Linked DNA regions of Sus scrofa: all the other regions are linked to region 4. Evidence: chromatin contacts called from public Hi-C and promoter capture Hi-C data. All regions are on one chromosome and are shown on one strand. Each heading gives the region's core, a stretch centred on a gene start, on an enhancer-like site or on the middle of the called end of the contact. The rest is flanking DNA. Distances are from core to core; before and after follow the strand shown.

What was found. Promoter capture Hi-C pulls out the DNA fragments that hold promoters and counts their contacts. A called contact is a pair of places that touch in the nucleus more often than the background predicts.
Region 1: a contact with region 4 is called in a promoter capture Hi-C map of liver, with 3 times the contacts expected there. The contact joins the promoter of HYI here to the promoter of KDM4A in region 4. A contact is called at or near these places in 1 of 5 promoter capture datasets (liver), 3 of 47 Hi-C or Micro-C datasets (alveolar macrophages, epiblast stem cells and liver) and 1 of 2 datasets of contacts at active chromatin or transcription factors (alveolar macrophages).
Region 2: a promoter capture Hi-C map of fetal skeletal muscle shows a contact between it and region 4, with 6 times the contacts expected there. The contact joins the promoter of CDC20 here to the promoter of KDM4A in region 4. A contact is called at or near these places in 1 of 5 promoter capture datasets (fetal skeletal muscle) and 1 of 2 datasets of contacts at active chromatin or transcription factors (alveolar macrophages).
Region 3: a contact with region 4 is called in a Hi-C map of skeletal muscle, with 5 times the contacts expected there. The contact joins the promoter of MED8 here to the promoter of KDM4A in region 4. A contact is called at or near these places in 1 of 5 promoter capture datasets (liver), 2 of 47 Hi-C or Micro-C datasets (fetal liver and skeletal muscle) and 1 of 2 datasets of contacts at active chromatin or transcription factors (alveolar macrophages).

Annotation. Positions count from the first base shown.
Region 1 is chr6:167,807,404-167,810,596 of Sscrofa11.1, forward strand. HYI (putative hydroxypyruvate isomerase) reads left to right here and starts at 1,660. Exons shown (of 8, transcript XM_003128063.4): 1 at 1,660-1,925; 2 at 2,002-2,113; 3 at 3,019-3,133. The coding sequence starts at 1,727.
Region 2 is chr6:167,888,686-167,891,858 of Sscrofa11.1, forward strand. CDC20 (cell division cycle 20) reads right to left here and starts at 1,598. Exons shown (of 10, transcript NM_001123094.1): 1 at 1,418-1,598; 2 at 1,157-1,305; 3 at 973-1,069; 4 at 666-794; 5 at 390-586; 6 at 199-293; 7 at 1-60. The coding sequence starts at 1,598. LOC102158889 (a long non-coding RNA gene) reads left to right here and starts at 1,992. Exons shown (of 3, transcript XR_002345238.1): 1 at 1,992-2,143.
Region 3 is chr6:167,859,844-167,863,112 of Sscrofa11.1, forward strand. It overlaps MED8 (mediator of RNA polymerase II transcription subunit 8), which reads left to right and starts at 1,506. Exons shown (of 8, transcript XM_005665484.3): 1 at 1,506-1,556; 2 at 3,178-3,269. The coding sequence starts at 1,551. It overlaps SZT2 (protein SZT2), which reads right to left and starts at 1,478. Exons shown (of 72, transcript XR_002345235.1): 1 at 1,348-1,478. LOC110261243 (a long non-coding RNA gene) reads right to left here and starts at 1,341. Exons shown (of 2, transcript XR_002345237.1): 1 at 1,094-1,341.
Region 4 is chr6:167,640,800-167,644,012 of Sscrofa11.1, forward strand. It overlaps KDM4A (lysine-specific demethylase 4A), which reads right to left and starts at 1,582. Exons shown (of 22, transcript XM_021096835.1): 1 at 1,431-1,582.

The DNA of each region.
Region 1 (3,193 bases), core at 410-2,909, 170 kb after region 4:
TGGATTGTCTCAGTGTAAACTTACTTTTTTTTTTTTTTTTGTCTTTTTGTCTTTTCTAGGGCCACATCGAGGCATATGGATGTTCCCAGGCTAAGCGTCTAATGGGAGCTGTAGCCGCCAGCCTGCACCACAGCCACAGCAACGTGGGATCCAAGTTGTGTCTGTGATCTACACCACAGCTCACGGCAACGCTGGATCCTTAACCCACTGAATGAGGCCAGGGATTGAACTCGCAACCTCATGGTTCCTAGCTGGATTCACTAACCACTGCACTGGGCCATGACGGGAACTCCTCAACTTACATTTTTGAGATGCCATCTAGCACAGTCGGCAAGAATTTAAGCATGCTCCTATTTTTTCACCATGTAACACCAATCTGGCATCTGCCCATTCAGTTGGGTTATTGGGGCTGAAATAAATCCATTTGAATGATCTCAAGAAACATTAAGAGGTTACAGACACGTGAACCATGGAAAGTCTAAACACTCCAGCCTTGAGAAGTGCAGGTCTGGGAGCAGCCATGAATTTGGCCAATCCTGGGAACGCTACAACAGTGGTGTCTCAACATGTGATTTCTACAGATAGTACTCCGTTCCCTGGTCTCTGCTCCAGCTTTTCTTTACCACCTGGCTCCTGCTTTTTCAGCTTCAACAGCCACCACCATCTCCTGGCAAACCCACATCTCAACTGACTCTCAGTCTTTCCTTGTTTGAATTCTCTAAACAGGGAATCTGGCCAGATGATCTTTCCAAACTAGGAAGGTAATGGATCTTGGGCCAGTCTATGGATTGGCTACCTTTGACTCAGATGTCCCTCTGTGGTCCAATCAGCTGGGACTAAGAGGGCCCAGCCTGTCCAGAGCCGCTCAGTGCAGAGTCCAGGGGTGGGGGCAGTTTTCCTATTAAAGGACTTTGGACCGGCCAAGTCCTCTGGACATCCCTACAAAAAGAACCTAGGGAGGTGACTCAGAGGTGGGCCAGGGGGCGCATTCAAGTGCTTTTCTAGCCCCCACACAGGTAGAAAACCCGCATGTCCAACGAGAGGGCAGTATGATAGATTCTGGGCTGAGTAGGAGTAGAACAGTGAGCAGCTAATCCAAGGTTTTCAAAGGAAAATGCTCACAAAATAATGAGAACGCAGGCCATAAACCGCATATACAGTACAATCAGGATTTCCTAAGAAAAGACCGCCCGTGTTCAGTTTTTGACTTGTAAGGGAAAGTTGACGGGTGTGTTAGACGTCCCTTTTTCGGACACACGGCTTTCAGTCGTTCCGTAGGGAAAAGACACTCTGCTTATAATAAGGGGAAAGCACTAAGCGTGCGTTAGCATCCACGCTCCTTCACGTTAACCCGGCCTCGGGGCGGCCGACTCGCCCACGCCCCCTTCCCCGCCGCCCTCTCCGGTCTGGAAAAGGTGCACTTTTTTGGCCTGTCCACAGTTTTCGCCACGACAGACGGCTTTTCTCCCCCGGGACGGCCGGCAGCCAGCTCGCGGCGGCTTGCGGGGCCAGCGCGCCCCCGCTCGGCCGGGCCGGGCTCCTCCGCGGCCGCCCCCGCCCCGCCCCTCCGCGACCGCCCCGCCCCACCCCCTCCGTGGCCTCCCGCGCCCCGCCCCGCCCCCTCCGCGGCCGCCCGCGCCCCGCCCTCCGCCCCCTCCCCGGCCCCGCCCGCTATCGCGTTCCGGCCTCACGGACTCTGCCCCGGGCGCGCGCGCTCCCGGCGGCCATGGCTCCGCTGCGCTTCTCGGCTAACGTGTCCTGGCTGTTCCCGGAGCTCGCCAGCCTCTCGGCGCGGCTCCGGGCCGCGGGCAGCTCGGGCTTTCAGGCAGCCGAGATCGGCTGGCCTTACGCGGAGCCACCCGAGGCACTGGCGCGCGCGGCGCGGGAAGCAGGGCTGCAGCTGGTGCTGATCAACACGCCCCCGGGTGCGCCGTGCGGGCCGGGCCGGGGCGGGGCGGGCTGGGGCCCCGAGCCGGGAGCTGAGGCCCGTTCTCCCCGCAGGAGACCGCGAGAAGGGGGAAATGGGGCTGGGGGCCGTTCCCGGGAGGCAGGCGGCCTTTCGAGAGGGGCTGGAGCAGGCCGTGCTGTACGCCAAGGCGCTGGGCTGTCCCAGGTATCCTCCCCTCCCCACCGCCCGCCCCTTCCCCTCGGTGACCCCGGGAAGAGGCTCACGGGCCCGAGCGCACTGGCCCTTCCCCGCCCCCTCAGTCCCAGTCTCGTAAAGTGCCTTTGGCATTTTATCTGTGGCGTCGCTCTCCGTTTACAACTCATTCTTGGCCATCTCTTGCTGGGAGTTCAGTCTGGCCGGGGAGATGCATTTGAGGACGGGTCAGTTCTAGGGGGCTCTGGGAGCCGAGACAGCTGCTTACAGTAGTGAGGCGGCACTGGGTCTCAGAGTGGACACTTGCTCATGGAAGGCGCATTCCAAAGAGGGGCTTGGTGTGTTCAGAGTTGATGAGGCGGATGTGGCCTGTCTGCGTTGAGGTGGCTGAGAAAGATCAGGCAGTGAAGGGAGGAGAGGTGGGGGCTCTAAGTGGGGCTGATCAGATAAATGTCAAACCCTGCAGCCTGCAAGCAGGCTGAGGAGGAACCGACAACGTGGGGTTACTGGGGGGTGGGTTCAGAAAACAGATGGGAAGAAGCTAAGAAACACTGTAAGGAGGAGAGACAATCTGTGGAATTGCTGGAAGGATAAGGGTTCAAGGTAATTTTCAGGTGAGACGAGCCTGTTCACGGGCTTGAGGGAAGGACCACGTCAAAGGAGAGGCTGCCCTTACAGGAGGGGCCAGGTGAGGGCCTGAGGCCCCAGGAGGGAGGATGGGTTGAGTCCCAGTCTCTAGGAAAAGGCTTGGCCTTTGGCGGACAGTGGAGCTGCTGGGGGGCCTGAGCATCACGGCCAAGTGGTCCTGACTCGAGACCTGGGGAGGTGGGAGGCCGGCACGGTTGGAGGGCAGCTGGAAGAGGTGCACTCAGGGAGCCTGGACCCCACAGCCCCCTCCAGTCCCGCTTCCCCCACAGGATTCATCTGATGGCTGGCCGGGTGCCCCAGGGGGCCGATCGAGCAGCAGTCAGGGGTGAAATGGAGACAGTTTTTCTGGAGAACTTGAGGCACGCAGCTGGGGTTCTGGCTCAGGTGAGACAGGGAAAAGTGAAGACACATCCAGACACACGTACGTCATGGATGTCTGTGTGT
Region 2 (3,173 bases), core at 348-2,847, 250 kb after region 4:
GCCACATGGTGTTCTGCCACCCGAACATCATGGTGGTGGATGTGGCCGGAACGTGAGCCACTGCAGGAAGGGGAGAAAGGAATCAGGCCCAACACTGCCAGCAGGCCAGAGCTGCTTCCGTTCAGAGGCGTCCAGTTTGGCGAGAGTGGGCCAAAATAGTGGACGGATTTCACAAGAGACTGGCAAAACCCCACTGACCTGGACAGGATGTAGCTGTTCCAACAGAGGGAGCCCACTCGGGCAGAATGACTGGTCATGTTTCGAAGCCGTTTCTGCTGTTGCACATCCCAGAGCTACAGAGAGACCCCATTAGGATCAGAGATTAGGACTGGTGGGCAAGCGGCTGGGTCTGGGGGTCAACAGAGCTGCAGCACGGGGACAGATCTCACCTGGACCTCAGCACTGCTGGTGCCCACAGCCAGGTAGTTGCCCTCTTTGATCCAGGCCACAGAAGACACATAGTCCCCAGGCTGCTCCATCTGCAGCAGCTGCAGGATGTCACCAGAGCTGGCACTCCACAAGTACACGCTGTTGTCCAAGGCCACAGCCAGTACGTTCCCAGAGCTCCAGTCCACCAGGTTCAGGTCTGCCAGAGGGGGAAAGGAAGAGCCTGCGTCCCAGGGCCCTCTTTCTTATCCAGCGAGCAAGGGGAAGGCTGCACTCACAGTAGTCGTTGCGGATTTCAGGGGCATCCAGGATCCGGTCCGGCAGGGAAGGGATGTATCGGCAGGTCTTCCTGCTGGACCCGGGCGTGGCCTTCTGGCTGTAGAGTACTTTCAGTCTGTTCTGGTAACCTGTGGCAACAGAGTGGCTCTAGACACCTCCCCCTGCCCCTGGCCAGGAGGGCCAGAGCAGCCTCTCCCCTCCTCTGTCTCAGGTGGGAAGGGTGGCCAGCCACCTCAGCTCCCCGGAGCCCTGGGGTTGGAAGGACTGGACACCTCCCTCCAAGAGCTGAGAGCTCCGGGTCTTTACCCTCTGGGGCGTTCTGTGGTTTTCCACTGAGCCGGAGGATCTTGGCTTCCTCCACGTCAAAACCGTTCAGGTTCAGAGCCCAGGCCTTCTGATGTTCCTGGCACAGAAGGGTGGTGCTGAGGCAGGGCGGCCGCGTCCAGGAGGCACAGAGCCGTTTCCCGCCTTAAGCCCCTCCGCCGCATACCTTCTTGGTGGGCGTCTGGCTGTTGTCGGGCTGGTTCTCCTTGCTCAGGAGGAAGCTGGCCACCTCCATCTGGGAGGCACTGCGGTGGGGGATATAGCGATCGCCGCCAGGCTTGCTGGGAGTGGTCTGCATCTTGGAGTTGGATTTGCCTGGGGCGGCAAGGGGGAAGCCAGACGGTCCGACCGGGCTCCCGCGGGAGCAGGCACGAAGCTGCTCTCAGCCCTTTCCTCTCCCGCCCTCGACCCGCCGCCCCCGCCTCACCCGGCGTTCGGCCGGGGGTCCTGCCGGCGCTGTGGGATCGGTTGGCGGCCCGCATGGGCGAGGGGGCCGGCCCCGCGGCTTCCTTCGCTTTGCGCTGCCAGCGCGCGGGAGGTGCATTGGGGATGGGCGCATCCAGCTGCAGCAGGGAGTGCAGGTCGCTCTCGAACACGAACTGGGCCATGGGAGCGGCTGGAAGGGGAGGGGTGCTTGAGGCGGCCGCCCGCGAGCCCCAGGGAGACGCGACCGTGCTCGGCGACGGCCGACCACGCAGGGCCAGCCCTGCCGCAGCCTCTCCGGGCCCGGCACCCCAGCCGCCACCCTACCCCTGCCCCCTCGACGCAGCCGCCTCTCACCGTCCGCGCAGAACAGGCTCCGATCCCGGACCGGCCTCGGCAACGCTGACTTCGGCGTCTTAAACTCTCCGCTCCGAGCATTGATTGGTTCCTTCAAAACCCAACCGTCGCAACCGTCGCCCTCGCCCATTGGCCTCCGGGGCGTAGGGGGCGGGCCTTCCGGGGGAACGTTGAGATCTCACGGGAGTCCCGGAGCGGAGCGGGATTTGAAGGGTGAGAGACAGGCGGAGGCGGGTCGGGAGACCCGGCGTCGGGGGGCGGGGCGGGGCGGGGCTGGGCTCCCCGCGTTCCGCAGTCGCTTCCATTCATTCCTCCGCCTCCCCGCACCCGCCCTTCGCGCTTAAACCCGGCTTGCGGATCTCCTCCTGGATGCGTAAGTGCAGACGTCGGAAGGACCTGGAGCCCTGGAGCTGCTTAGAGGTTGTAGGCAGCGCACCGCCGGCCGGCGGGCAGAGGGGAGCGGGCAGGGCACGGAGAGGAGCGAGGAGTGGACTGAGAACGTGTAGATGCAGAAGGGCGGCCGGAGCGTCCACTGTTTGCTTCGTGCCGGCGGGGAGACCGCTGGGAAGGAAGTAGTGCATGTTTCTGGTTTTAAAAAGTTGTTTTGTTTGTTACCGTTTTACAAACAAGGAAAATGAGGCTTAAAAAGTGGTCCATTTCCGTAGGTCAGGGAAAAGGATCAGGATTCAGGATTGGACGGCTCTGTGAGGGAAACCGTGCCTTCCCCCCACGGGGCTTGAGAGGCGCCAGGGATTTTAGCGACCCCCTAGTCTAATCTGCGCATGGTGCACCCTGGTCTTCCCAGCCACACACCCATGTGTGATGAAGACCTCGAGGCTCCGGAAGGGATGTGTCCGAGGTCGCATGTTGGTGGGAGTCCAGATGCTCCAATACAGACTTGAATGGATTGCGTGATAGGCTTAGAAGCAACAGCAGTAAGAAATAATGAGGGTTATCATTGACGGGCCCTCTGCTGACGGCTGTGTTTACATCAACCTTCCGTCCAGTAAGGCGGAGAGATACTTCATCCCCTTTTTACAAAAAAAGAAATGGGGTCAGGAAGAGGTTAGAAACTTGCCCTAAGGCAAACAGCCACTAACAGCAAGTAGTGGAGCCCAAGTATCCGACTAACCCAAGCAATCTAACCATAAGCTACACCGTCCCAGAGAGAGGCTAGAAAAATCACCTTTTCCATCATTAGCCTAAGCACAACTCTGATGATGACAGAGATCATTTGGGGGCTCTTAACCCAAACTTAATATCGTTATTATCTTTGATTTTGAAGCATTCATGTTGTCTATTTCCCATTACCTTGGAAAACAAGGAGTTAAGTGTCCTAGGACTGGAAATGGGGATTCGTAGACACTAGAGAACACAGGAGTCAGGTTGGCCAGGGCCTTACT
Region 3 (3,269 bases), core at 256-2,755, 220 kb after region 4:
TGCTGTTTTAGATTATGTCTAAAAGGTATGCTGTATTTCACTACGACATCGCTCCATGTCCTCTCATTTTAATCCATAACAAAACATACTCCACATTCCTTCATGGATTTTTCTTATTACTGCTATTTCTGATGCATAGGCTACTCCGCCATTGATTCTTTTAAATAGGGTAGTTTCCTACAACCACGTTTAATCCTGGGTCTTGTTACATCACATGCCAAGGATCAGGAGATTTACCATCCTGTGGCAACTGTACTGCTTATACTGGAAACATTATGACCACCATACTACAGCAGACCACCTGTTTGGGAGTCTTAGCTCCGCTACTTAACTAGCTGTGTAACTTTGTTACCCTTAACATTTTGTGCCTCCGTCTCCTCAACTGAAAAATGGGGATAAATAATCACGTCTGCTTCTTCGGGTTGAGGGTATCAACTGATGGGGTAAAGCAGGACGACGCGGCACGCATTCGATATGTTATGACAACTCTTTTGTGTCATTTCATTTCACACGTCTCTCACCCTTCCCGTCTATCATATTCTAATACTGGGCACCTTTCCTGGTGATGTTCTTTTCAAACCAGATCTTCTAACTTCAAAACTTTGCTACTCCCTGGCTGAGGGTAGCACTTGGGTAAGGTACTTAACGTCTCTCACTTTCCAGTGTCTTACATATAAATGAAAGTGGACACAGCCACCTTCCTTGCACAAGTCTGAATAACACAATGCAGATCAAGTTCCTTGCATGGTCCTCAACAACTAAGGGATACCTCATGTGCATTTTCTGGTTTAAAATATGGGATCCTCACAAAACACCCTAAGACAGGTGTTTAAGAAGCAGGAAACAGTCAAGCCTTGCCCGAAGTTGCAGAGATGGCTACAGGGCAGCACCAAACGAAGTGAACGACGTTTCACTCCGAATCAAAAAAGAATCTATATATGTATTTTCCCCACGAAACCGAAGCTGCCTTTCAAAATCATGGCGCTGGAACTAAATTAATTCATGCTGATTATGTCATTCTAATACGTGAAGATATGAAGCACCAGCAAAGTAAAATCAAATTGCAAAATCAAAATAAAGGCTTTGTTAATACCATTAGGAAGTCGGAGAACCCGAGGGCCCCAGAGTTGGCGACGTGAATGAAATCTGAGCAAACAGAACAGAGCGACGAGCTTCTCCTCCAGCCCCCCAAGGAAAGTGCGGACCGCGGGGTGAGGAGATGCAACTGCCGGGCCTTCGGGGCGACCCCCGCCGCCCCCAGACCCGGAGGAGGCCACGGCCGCACCCGGCCGCCGGCCCCTCCCCCGCGGATCTCGGGGACCAGCGCTGCGCCCGCCCGCCCCTCACCTCCGGCTCCGGGCGCTCCGAGGCCATCACACAGCCCTCCCGCGCCGGCCCGGGCCAGAGAAGCCCTTCTGCTCGTGACCCCTGACCCGGCTGCCTCTCGCCCGAAGGAACCGGAAACGAATGGGAGGATCGAATCCCAACTTTCTGATTGGCTGACTTGGAAACCGGAAAAGGAAGTGGTTGACGCAACCTCTGCTCCCGCGATGCAGGTGAGGACCGGGTTGGCGCTCGTGACCGCTACTCAGCGTCGGGGTACCGGGACGGAGAGTGGGCTGGAGAAAGTGAGGAGCTGGAGCTGAGAGGAGTGGGTAGAGTCATCGGCCGACGGCTAAAGGGACGCGGGATGGAGGCGAGGCCCACTGGAGAGGGAGCGGCACTGATGACAGATGGGGGTGGAGCCCGGCTGGGAGACCGAGACGGCCCCTGAGTTGGGAGGGGGAAGGCGGCACCGACTTGCTGGGGGTGGGAAAGGGTCGGTCGTTTGGGAAGGTTAAGATGCAGTCCAACGAAGACAGCTCAAGAAGGTGCCGCATTGGCTCAGGTCCCGGCCCGGGCTGTTGAATGGCCGCTGTTGGCTGCCGACACAGCAGAGGATCGATAACTGGAGAGAAGCCCGAGAGTGGAAGGAATTGTGGGGCCGCAGTGACAAAAGCCAAACTAATATAGTCTGAGGCCAGTGGCTGGAACCCGGAATCAAGGCTACTGTCTTGTATATTGGCGAGTTCGCAAGGCAGTTCTACCTCCTTCCTAGCCTGTGCCCTGTGGTAGTTAAGGATGAAATGAAGTAAAGATGAAGAACCAAGATGGACAGGAAATGCTTGGCAGACAACCCCTCACCAGCATTTAAAATAGTTTAGTACTTAGGGGCATGTGCATTTTTGTTTTTGTTTTTCATTTGTCAGTTTCTTGCACCTGGTAGTCTGTCAGTAAATTTTTATAGCTTGACTAAGCTTGTGAAAGGGGCACAGGAATTTTGGCACAGAGATAAAATGAGTGCAGGTTAATGGAGTTCCTGTCGTGGCTCAGTGGTTAACGAATCCAACTAGGAACCATGAGATTGCGAGTTCGATTCCTGGCCTCGCTCAGTGGGTTAAGGATCCGGCGTTGCCATGAGCTGTGGTGTAGGTTGCAGATGAGTCTCGGATCTGGCGTTGCTGTGGCTCTGGCGCAGGCCAGTGGCTACAGCTCCTATTAGACCCCTAGCCTGGGAACCTCCATATGCCACAGGAGCAGCCCTAGAAAAGGCAAAAAGACCAAAAAAAAAAAAAAAAAAAAAAAAGAGTGCCGGTTAATTCAGCAAAGAGCTTGAAACAGCAAATGCTGAGGACAGAGGAAAGGGGGAAATGGCCGTGGTGGTGGCAGTGGCAGGTGTTCAAAGGAACCTTCACATGTAGGTAGATTTTTCAGAAATTGTGTCATTGGCAGGAACAGCCAGGCTCCCAAGGCAGGTTTAGGACAGCAGAAGTCAGAGTACCTATGCTGCAGAGTGGCACAAGAGATAATGACCCCGAGGCATTAGGTCTGCTGTGTCTGCTCAGTGAGTGAGAGTATAGTGTATGTGATAGGAAACCAAGCACGGATTAGGGGTGATGAGAGAAAGGAACCAGCAGGTAGGAGGAATTAGGCCAGGCGAGTGGGTTGAAAGGTCTGAGGGTTGGTGCTGTCTATAACCCTGATACCAAAGATAGAAAACAGCCTGGCTCTCCCTGTGCCAGTGAGATCCTGTGTCACATGACTGGTGTTGCGCACTGTCATCCTGGCTTTTCAGCCCGCCTCTGTGGGCACCACCCTCACCCTCATCTGAGTAACATCCTATTCCTGTTGGTGCAGAGGGAGGAGAAGCAGCTTGAGGCATCATTAGATGCACTCCTGAGTCAAGTGGCTGATCTGAAGAACTCACTGGGGAGTTTCATTTACAAGTT
Region 4 (3,213 bases), core at 332-2,831:
TCCTCTTCTCTCCTTGATCTCCCCCAAATCTGGGCCCCAAAGCCACGGCAGTTCAGCTCCAAGAGTCCCCTTGAGAGCTGAAGAGGTCAGAAGGGAGAAAACTGCCTCCAACCTACCAAGCACCCAGTAAAAGACCGGGTAGATGGCATGGAGCAAAACTGACTGAGGCTGAAGGAGAGAAGACCAGCCCTGGAGCCCGCATCTCTCTGGCTTCCAACTAACCAAAAATAAAGTGTGCTCCTGGCCAGGCACTTTCATGCACCTCACCAAAACTTTGCATGGTAGGTATGCTGTAAGCCCTGTTTTACATACCAGGAAATTTGCCCACAGTCATGTAATATGCTCCCAGTACTCCTTCCATTACTCTATGCTGCCTACATCATAATCTCCACTTAGTCTAAACCCTTTGCAAGGGCAAATTCAAGTGTAGAGCAACCTGAAGTCTTACTCCATTTTGAAGACCCTCTTTTTTAAAAAACACAAGTTATCTTCCTTTTGCAAATTTTACAAAAACATATAATCATGTGAACACAGTGACGGGGCCCTGCCCCAAGCCTTGGAAGCCCCTAATGGGGCTTCAACTGCCCCCCACGGCCTTACATATCTTTATAAGCCTACAACTCTAGAACAATGCAGGGTACAGAGTAGGCATTCAGTAACTGCTGAATAACTGATTTCTTCGGCCGTACCTCAATTGCTCATTCCCTTTCTTTTACCCTAGGATTCCCTTCCCCCAATCTTCTCCCTGGGGAAAGCTCCTGTTCCCTGACACCCTCCTTCCCCCATCCAGCAACAAAGCCTAGTGGCTGAAGAGAGCACTGGCCCCGGAGTTAAAACTCTGAATACAGATCTTGTCTCTGCCAGTTATTAGCTGTGTGACCTCGGCTGTGTAAGCTGCCCGAGTCTCAGTTTCCCCTCCAGTAAATGGGGATCCCAACCTCCTTGCCCTGCAGGGTTGCCGTGATTAACTCAGATGATGCAAGCGAAACGTTTAGCACCAGGCCTGGCACTTATCAACTCAATAAAGGGAGCTGTTGCTAACAACCACCTCAAGCTCCCGCCCCCTCCCTTCGCAGCGGCTCCCGCGAGTATCGCTCCCAATGCAGTCCCCCGCTCCGAAGGTCCCCAAAGCTCACCTCGCAGACGCCCAGCCCCTCCCGGCCCCGCCGCCTAGGCGAGTGAGGCCCGGCCGCAGGAAGAAGAAAATAAGGCCCAGTAGACCCGCCCACCCTTCCCGAAGTCCATTGGCCGTGAGAGATTGGAAAGAGCCAATCTCAGGACCCATTTCAGAAGCTCCTGCTCCCAATGGCCGAGAACCATGCCTATCACTCGCCGCTGAAGGCCACCCTCCGCCCCTCCCCCACCGAAGCTCACGGTCACGGCTACAGCAGCAACAGACCGAAAGAATTCAAAAACCCTGTGGTTCTTACTTAAAGCCCGCCGCCCCGGCAGGGCTAAGGCCCGGCCTCTGCTGTCGCCACTAGCCGATCCCACTGCTTTTCCAGCCGGCGAACGACGAAGCTCCGCCTTCTCTAAAGTCGGCCTCTGCGCAGCCGCATAGCGCTCCACAGAGTCAACCAATCCGAGGGCTTCTATAAGCCTTCAAACAGCCAATGAGCGCGCGCCGTAGCCGCCCCAAAGTCCGGGCAAATCAATCTGCTCAGCCTATGAGCGCTGGCTAGCGCTGTTGCCAGGAGGAAACGCTGTACCACTCGGGACCGCGGCCACTGAGCATCTCGGCTGAATTGGCGAGCTGGCCAATCGTAGACAGGCTTCTGGCCGCCCGTAGCTAATCTCGATTGCAAGAGGCGAGTGCCTAGAAATGAGATGGTCGCCCAGGGTAAAGGCGATGATGAAGCTATTGTAGGCAAGGGTGGGGACAGTCTTTTGGGGGTGAGTAGAACCCTTGTCTGAGGGGAACGTGCACTGAGGACCCAGAGGGGCAGCTTCCGAGGTCAAGGAGTTTCTGATACAGTGACCGACCTGCCCCGGTTTGCCTGGTACTCAGTTTTAAAACGCAAAGTCCCGTGTCTTGGGAACCCCCTCGTTTGCCCACAAACCGGGACATTCGTTGAAAAGAGCAGTCAGTTCCTAAAGGGAAAGGAACTCTGAGGGTCATTAGGACGAGTCCTGAGGGGGGATGTCCTTAGGGTCATTAAAAAGCAGCTCCTCGGGGAGCAGGGATTTGGGGTCATTAGGAGCAGCTCTTGGGGTGGGAGAAGATCCTGGGAGTCATTAGACACACTTCTGGAGGGTGAGGGGGTTCTTGGAAGTCATTAGCAACTGTTCCTGAGGGGTAGTGAGTCACTCTAAGGAGCCCCCAGATTGTCATGGGTGATGGAAGGAGGCATAACTCTGAAAAGTAGAAGACCCACAACCAGAGTCATAAAAGATGTACAAAATTACTTTCTAGTGCTGTAGTGCACTAGAAAGAGCTGTGGAGTCAGATCTTGGAGTTCTCTTGCGGCACAGTGGATTAAGGATCCAGCATTATCACTGCAGTGGCTTGAGCTGCGGCTGATATGGCAGGGGTTCAATCCCTGGCCCAGGAAATTCTGCATGCCATGGGCGTGGCCAAAAAAATTAAATTAAAATTGTTTTAGGAGTTCCCGTCGTGGCGCAGTGGTTAACGAATCCGACCAGGAACCATGAGGTTGCGGGTTCGGTCCCTGCCCTTGCTCAGTGGGTTAACGATCCGGCGTTGCCGTGAGCTGTGGTGTAGGTTGCAGACGCGGCTCGGATCCCGCGTTGCTGTGGCTCTGGTGTAGGCCGGGGGCTACAGCTCCGATTGGACCCCTAGCCTGGGAACCTCCATATGCCGCGGGAGCGGCCCAAGAAATAGCAACAACAACAAAAGACAAAAAAAAAAAAAAAAAAAGAAAATTGTTTTAAAAAGAGCTATGGAGTCAGATTTGTGTTCAAAATCAGTCACTCCCTGGAGTTCCTGTCATGATTCAGGGGTAATGAACTAGTATCCATGAGGACGTGGGTTCCATCCCTGGCCTTGCTCCGTGGGTTAAAGATCCAGGGTTGCTGTGAGCTGTGGTGTAAGTCACAGACAGGGCTCAGATGTGGTGTTGCTGTGCCTGTGGCCGGCAGCTGCAGCTCCAATTTGACCCCTGGCCTGGGAACTTCCATATGCCTTGGGTGTGGCCCTAAAAAGACAAAACAAAAACAAACACAAAACAAAAATCAATCATTCCTCGGAGCGTG